Regions from separate parts of the Sus scrofa genome. Here region 1 is linked to region 2. The links are chromatin contacts, called in public promoter capture Hi-C maps. All regions are on one chromosome and are shown on one strand. Each heading gives the region's core, a stretch centred on a gene start, on an enhancer-like site or on the middle of the called end of the contact. The rest is flanking DNA. Distances are from core to core; before and after follow the strand shown.

Evidence for each region. Promoter capture Hi-C pulls out the DNA fragments that hold promoters and counts their contacts.
Region 1: a contact with region 2 is called in a promoter capture Hi-C map of liver, with 2.3 times the contacts expected there. The contact joins the promoter of PNRC1 here to the promoter of RNGTT in region 2. A contact is called at or near these places in 2 of 5 promoter capture datasets (fetal liver and liver), 18 of 47 Hi-C or Micro-C datasets (adipocytes, alveolar macrophages, blood and 11 more) and 2 of 2 datasets of contacts at active chromatin or transcription factors (alveolar macrophages and skeletal muscle).

What each region holds. Positions count from the first base shown.
Region 1 is chr1:57,126,398-57,130,464 of Sscrofa11.1, forward strand. It overlaps PNRC1 (proline-rich nuclear receptor coactivator 1), which reads left to right and starts at 1,703. Exons shown (of 2, transcript XM_021089951.1): 1 at 1,703-2,570. The coding sequence starts at 2,031.
Region 2 is chr1:57,059,969-57,063,659 of Sscrofa11.1, forward strand. RNGTT (mRNA-capping enzyme) reads right to left here and starts at 2,017. Exons shown (of 16, transcript XM_021089928.1): 1 at 1,737-2,017. The coding sequence starts at 1,800.

The DNA.
Region 1 (4,067 bases), core at 453-2,952, 66 kb after region 2:
AAAAAGAGTAAAATCTAGCAAAATGATCAAGTCCAGCAATCAATAATGATGGAATGTAGTATTAAAAGTTTATATAAAAAATAAAATAAAAAAGGAGTTCCTGTCGTGGCTCAGTGGTTAACGAATCCGACTAGGAACCATGAGGTTGAGGGTTAAGGATCCAGCATTGCCGTGAGCTATGGTGTAGGTCGCAGATTCGGCTCGGATCTGGCGTTGCTGTGGCTCTGCTGTAGGCCAGCGGCTACAGCTCGGATTAGACCCATAGCCTGGGAACCTCCATATGCCAAGGGAGCGGCCCTAGAAATGACAAAAAAACAAACAAACAAAAAAGTTTATATAAAGTCATTGGGAAGTGTTGTTCTGGACAGTCCCTCTAGCCAACTCTATTATCAATCATAAAACACTTACCAAGCACTATAAAGCTGAAAAAAAAGGCTGGTAGGATACAGAGAAGTTTAATAGTATCCTGTGTTCTAAAAACCCACAATCTAGTGTGGTAGGTAGTACAGATGATGTTAAAGCTAGTCTTTCCAGGGAGTTTCCGCTGTGGTTCATTGGGTTACAAACCCAACTAGTATCCATGAGGATGCATGTTTGATCCCTGACCTCGCACAATGGGTTAAGGATCCAGCTCTGCCCATTATCTGTGGTGTAGGTCACAGATGCCGCTGAGATCCAATATTGCTGTGGCTGTGGTGTGGGCCTGCAGCTGTAGCTCTGACTACTACTAACCTGGGAACTTCTTGTATGCCACAGGTGGGGCCCTAAGAAGCAAAAACAAGCAAACAAAACCACGTTAGTGTTGCCAGACCTGGATTGGAGTTGACTCCGCTATTAGCTTACTGTACGACTTCTGGCAAGTAAAACTTTTGCTTCTCTAAACCTGTTTTCTCTCCTGTAAACTGGTGATAAAATATACAGTACCTATTCCTTAGAGTTAGTTTTGAGATTCAAATGAGGTAATTTAAGTAAAGAACAGTTGGTAGCACATAAGGGCTTGATAAATAGCCACAGTTCTTTTTGTGTCTGAACACAGTGCGGGGAGATGATGAGAGTGGGATTCTCATCAACACAAGAGCTAGCAAAGCATACTGCAATGTTGCAGAGCTGTTTCACTTTCTTCCTTTGAGACACAAGCCTCTTCCTCTGCTTCCTCCTCAGTATTAGGCACTTTTTTGCTGTCCCAAAGTCCCATGGATTTATACAGAACTTACTATACATTAAGCGTCCAATTTCAATGAGTAAGTCACTCCCTTCTTACTCCAACTACCACAGCTATTGAGCAGCGTTTCTCACCCGATTTAAAAAAAAAAAAGTGAGCCACACTTCATCAAATGTAATTTAAACGTGGACTGCTTTTCTTTCCGACTACAAAGAATGAACTCCTGCAATGTACTTTGAAATGTTAAAAAAAAAAAAAAAAAAGCCAATGGTAATAATGCTGTTACATTCGGCTTGAAAATACTACTTCCCCAAGGTCAGTGGCCGAGGAGGCACCCACTGGCCTGACTCTACCGGATTTTTTCACTCCCTGCCTCCCGCCCCTATCCCAACCCCACCCCTAGATTTAGCCGAGCTCTAGTAGTCTGACCAAAGCCTTCAGGGAGAGGCGGGGAGGTGAGAAACGAGAAGAGCGGGGAGGTGGGGCAGGTGCGGCTGAAACGGAACTTCATTGTTCGCGGGACCGACTCTTCCCGAAAGAGCCCGTTGGCAGCGCCTGCGCAGTGCTCGCTCTTTGTGCCCGGCTGCAGCAAGAGGGTTGTTTGTGTGTGTCTCTCGGAGGCGGTGGAGGAGGAGCCGGAGGGGCGTGGCCTTCCAGGTCGCATTCTTATTGGGCTCTCACAGGGAGGTGGGCGGGCACAGGGCGGAGTTTCTGATAACAACACTCCGAGCGGAGGCTGAGGGTATTTGTTGCTGCGCCGCCACCGCCCGAACCATGGTCCGCGCTTCTCACAGGCTTACCTAGCAGCAGCCTTCGCCGCCCTGTGATCTCTGGCCGCACTTCCTTCTTCTACTCCTGCTGAGCCGCTATGACCGTCGTTTCTGTCCCCCAGCGGGAGCCGCTTGTTCTGGGCAGCCGCCTGGCGCCCATGGGCTTTTCCGCCCGCGGTTACTTTGGGGCCCTCCCGATGGTGAGCACGGCTCCGCCGCCTTTACCCCGGATCCCGGACCCCAGGGCGCTGCCCCCCACCCTCTTTCTCCCTCACTTTTTAGGGGGAGACGGTCCCTGTCTGACCCCTCAGCCTCGCGCCCCAGCGCCTCTGCCCAACTGCAGCCTCGCCTCAACGGGGGGCACCCCTCGCGCAGCACCAAAGAAGCGGCGAAAGAAGAAGGTGCGGGCCAGCCCGTCGGGGCAGCTTCCCAGCCGCTTCCACCAGTACCAGCAGCACCGGCCGAGCCTGGAAGGCGTGCGGAGCCCCGCGACGGGCCACAGTGGAGAGCAGCAAGTCCCGGACCAGGCCGCCGCCTGGGCCTCGGCTCCTGCAACCGCAACCCGAACTGAAGAAGCGAGCCTTTTCCTTGGCCCGCGGCCGCCCGCGGCGCCCGGCCAGCCCTCGTTCAGAAGAGAGGTGAGGGCCGCGAGGGGAACGTGGGGACCGTTGGCACTCCGGCCCCAAGACGGCCGGACCCGGGACCGGAGGCTTGGGGCCCTGCGCTGAGTGGCCGGGAAGGAGGGGCCGGGGTGAGGGGCGAGGGCGGCTGTTTACTCGGGAGGGAAGTTTCCGTGACGCCCGCTCTGTTCTTGCTGGGGGGGAGAAGGGGGAGGGGGAGGCCTGCGCTGGCGCTGCTGATTGGCTGCGAGGAGCCGGCCAATGACAAGAGCCGCTGCGCCCCGGCAACAGCCCGGATTTAGAAAGCTGGCGGCGTTCCAGGGGGTTTCGGCGTTCGGGGCGCGAGGGGGAGCGAGACGGCCCGCGGGAGGCTGACGTCAGCGCGCGCTACGTGCGGAGCGCTCCGGCGCTCATGAAGGAGGCGAGCGGGTGAGGGGTGTGGGCCTGCCAGCGGCTTCCCGACAGATGGTATTGCCAAGGCGAGGGGGGACGCGCGTAGACCCTCCCGGCGTGGGGCTCCTTGGGGGCCGCCCGCCCCCGGTTGGTCTTATGCAGAGTTGTGAGGTGCCCCATGGGTGGCGCTGCTCCTCGTCGGGCCGACCTACTTGGCTGTACTTTTCAACTTTGAAAGTTGGCAGGTGCGACGGCAGAGTTGTTCCCTCTTTGAAGCGATCAGTTCTGTGTGCTAGCCTATCAGATGAGCGGAATTTATTTAACCATTCCACTGTGTACTGTACTGGGATTTTTTCAGTGGAAGGTAGTTTTATTACCTGTGTCCAGAACGATGAACTTTTCGAAAGAAAAGTTACCAGTTGAACGGACGTTGTACTGCCCACTTGCTATTAGACTAGAATAAAATTGATTATAATTTACGGTAAGAAATCGCTGAAATGACTTGAAGTAACCTTTAAATTAAAACTTTCATAATAGTGAAAATAAGTTACTGACAGTGGTTGAAGGAATATCGTTCTGAGATTTGCAGCTTATCTAGTTGCGATCTTAGAAAAAACTAAACTTATCCACGGTGATTCCTTAAATTATTATAGGTTCCTTTCAGTTCCAGGGTTTTTCTGAAATATTTGTGATAATCTAAAAGGGAGTTTTTGTACTTGTTTACTAGTTAAGATTTCTTTTTCAGAACAGTGTTAAAACCAGGGAGTTCTGTCAGCACTTACCCTTGTTAACGTGGATGTTACCTTGTGCTTCGCTTTCTGTAGTTGTGTCCTGCTTCCCTACCGCAATATAAGTGTTGAAAGGGCAGTGATCTAATAGATTACCTTATTTTTCCATCCCATCCCCTCATAGCTTCCCATAAGGATCGCTTGAGTTAGAAAAGTCGTTGGAATTAATGCAGTAAAGTTGTTAAAGCAGTTGTTAAATTAGAAAGGAGGGGGCAAGCAGAAACTGTTTTCTTCTATGTATTATGTGTATAACTGGACAAGATGATAAAAGGTGGTATTTTAGTATTTATATTTCCGAAAAAAATTTTTTCAGAAACTGGGAGATAATTTTTGT
Region 2 (3,691 bases), core at 767-3,266:
GTGTAGGTTGCAGACGCGGCTCGCATCCCACGTTGCTGTGGCTCTGGCGTAGGCCGGCAGCTACAGCTCCGATTACACCCCTAGCCTGGGAACCTCCATATGCCACGGGAGCGGCCCAAAGAAATAGCAAAAAGACAAAAATAAATAAATAAATAAATAAAACAGTTCCAAAAAAAAAAAAAAAAAACACTAACAACCCAAAAATAAGATAAACAACACAATTTTTAAAGTTAGCAAGAGGAGTTCCCATGGTGGCAAAGTGAAAACTAACCCAACTGGGAACCATGAGGTGGCAGTTCCATCCCTGGCCTCGCTCAGTGGGTTAAGGATACTGAGTTGCAGTGAGCTGTGTGCTGTGGTGTAGGTCGACGATTGGGTTAGGATCCGACGTTGCTGTGGCTGTGGTGTAGGCTGGCAGCTGTAACTGATTGGACCCCTAGCCTGGGAACCTCCATATGTCACAGGTGCGGCCCTAAAAAGACAAAAATAAAAAATAAAAAATTAAAGTCAGCAAAAGATTTGGAAACTTTGCAAAAGATAATACATGAATTGCCAAGAAGCACATAAAAAGATGCTCAACATCAAACCGTAATAAGTACTAAACAGCTATTAGAGTGGGTAAAATTTAAAAGACTGATCAAATCAAGTGTCCAAGAGGATGTGGAGCAAACAGAACTCTCATACACTGATAGCAGGAATGCAAAATATTATAACTGTGGGAAAGAATTTGGTATTTTTTAAGGTTAAATGCACACATACCATATGATGCATTGCTCTCCTAAAAATTTACACAGGGGAAATGAAAGCACATGTGCATACAAAGAAAGGTAGGTGAATGTTCACAGCAAATTAGTCTGCAACTGTCAAAAACTGGAAACAACCCAAAGGACCATCAAAAAGTAAATGGATAAACTAATCTGTATTCATAACAACAGAATACTAAGAAATAAAAAGAGCGAACTATTGATACATACCAGAACATGCATAAATCTCAAAACAGTAATGCTGAGTGAAAGAAAACAGAGGATTCCCCCCCCCCAAAAAAGAGCATACAAAATGCAAACTAAATCTACCGCGACAGAAAGCAGATCACTGGTTGAGGGCGCGGGGGAGATCACAAAACGCAGGAGGAAACCATAAAAGGTGCTGAATGTGTTTACTACCTTGATTGTGATTCACAGGGTGTGTGTGTACCTGCGCGCGTGGAAGTCAAAATTTATCAGGCTTTAAATTTAAAGTCTGTTGTGTCAAAGTCAAAGATGAAAAAGCCCTCAACGTGAGTCATGTTAAAAAAAAATCAAAACAAAACAAAAACAAACCTCCAGTCTCAGTGTAGATCAATTTCACCGCTTAAAAACTGCCCCTCCTCCTCCTCTTTAGCAACCTCCTTCATCTCAAAACTGACACTTGTCCCCTCCCCTTCCGAGAACCTTTCACAAACTCCTAAGCTGAAAAGTATTGCCCACTGAGTTCTTTAGTCCTCAGCTCCTGCCACACAAACCCCCTATCTACCTTCCCGATGGCAACACTCAGCCTTACTGGATATTGACAAGTGCCCCCACTTGCTCCGGTCCAGGTTCCCAAACACTCATCCACGAAGCTTCATCGGACCGAGCACATCTCGGTCCTGAAACACCACCACCAGACACTGAACTATCGCAAGCTGCGCCCCCTCAGCCCACCCATGGACCCGCGGGTGCTCAGGCACTCGAACGCCACCCCCCCGTCCCGCTTACCTGCTACCGGCTGGCCTCGCCGTGGACAGTTCAGCCACCGCGGCGGGATCTTGTTGTGAGCCATGTCTTGGGGCCGCGCACAGCCGCCCCCTCCACCAACGCTCGCCGCGCCTCCGCCGCCGCCTCCTCGCGGTTCGCTCTGCACCCGAGGTCCGAGGCACCCGAATCCCGGCCAGCGTCCGAACCCGAGCAGCCCCGACCCGGGCTACTGTCAGCGACCGCGCGCCACTTTCATTCCGCTCAACTCTAGACTAACCCACAATGCACCGCTACTTCCGCCCCCAAAGGCCCCACCCACTTCTTTCCGAGGTCAGAGGTGAAGAGAGACAGCTCGGGGGAGGGGTGGGAAGGAGTTAACGCCCAGAACTAAAGGGGCGGTCTTCCTTCGACCCGCCCCGCGCGGGTCCCATCCCAGCCCCTTTCTTAGGGTGGTTCCACGCATGCGCTGCTGCCACAGTTTGGAGTCCCGCAGGGCGACTCTTATTTTCCTTTCTAGGCAGCAAATGGAGACTCCAGAAATCGTGAAACCAAGCCTCTTTCCACACGTAGACTGGTCCGCAGATTTCATAAATGCATCCGTTTTACTAAGAAAGGGGCCTTTCCTCTGTTGTCATAGCTCAAGGGCCTGATCGCCATTCCTCGGTCAAATTTGGCGTCCCGACAGAATCTGAGTTTGAATGGGAATTTGGAAAGTTCTTTCTGCCGTGGATTAGGGAAACCAGCTTTAGAGAAATTCTAAGGGCGAGAGACTGGAGCATCGGAAATGAGTTTCTTTTTTTCAGAGTACTTCTAGGGATCCATGAAACATCTGAAATTAATCCCAAAACATTTTTTATGAGTTTTGTCTGTACATTTCTAGAGAAAATTTTATATCATATTTGGGAGTCTCAGAGGGTCCATGTCTCAAAATTACTAATGTGTATAATTGGCAAAGGCAGGAATCGGAGAGCAGAGTACCACTACATGGCGGTGTTCTCTGCTTTACCAAACTGTCTCTCCCTTCGAGTTAAACACGGGTGACTGGAGGCGCTTTATAAACTATGTCCATTAGCAAGTTACCAGACTAATTTAGTTAAAGTATTACATATGAAGCTGGATGCTGGCAAGTTATAACTCAGCAGTTTGGTTTTAAGTACCTGTGCTATATCTGACCTGCAAGAGCTTGAGGTTTGGGAGAAGGCATCATAAAGCGTCGATGGGAAACTGGCCCAACAGTTCAGCCCTTGAATGCCTGGACGATCTCAGTAAGATCAGAATCCTCCCAGTAAATAGAGAGGGCCCAATGGCTGTCTCTCTGAGAGAGCCTGAGTTAGGTCATCCTGGCGATCTGTGCTGTGGTTACATCTGCTGAGATCTTTGGGGAAAAAACATCATTCCTCTGCCGACAGGACCAGATAAGCCTGTTTCCTTACAGAGCAGCAATCTGCCCAGATGATGCCCTGTTCTATCTTCTGCTGGCAGGACAGAGTTGGTACCAAGCCCAGAGTGGTGCAATGTTTGATTCCCCAAATCTCCAAGGATGGAAAAGGTGAGCCTGGTCCTGGGAAAATACCTCACTTTCCCTTCCTGGGGATGACTCCCCTTGGAGACTGTCCTCCTCACACACTGTGTCACCCAGGGAGCTCATTCCTGGCACAGGGAGAGCTTCACAGAGGCTTCATACCAACGATGAGTGGCTGTTTTGGGTTGTAAGGCAGCAGTCTGTGCTTCATTTTTACACCACTACCCAGTTATGCCCTCTCCAACCTTAGTGCCAACAGACCGGGAAGGCCATGTGGCTCCCTTCTGCCCACAAGAGTGGACAGAGTAGGAGAGTGGTATCAAAGTGAGCTGGGTGAGCCGGCAATTTCTCCCTCCCAGGAATCCTTTGCCAAGAGTGTTTCTGCCTATCTCACTCCTAGTCCCACCTCTCTGCTTTTCTTCAAGGGGAAAAATAGATGCCCGCAGAGGGACCA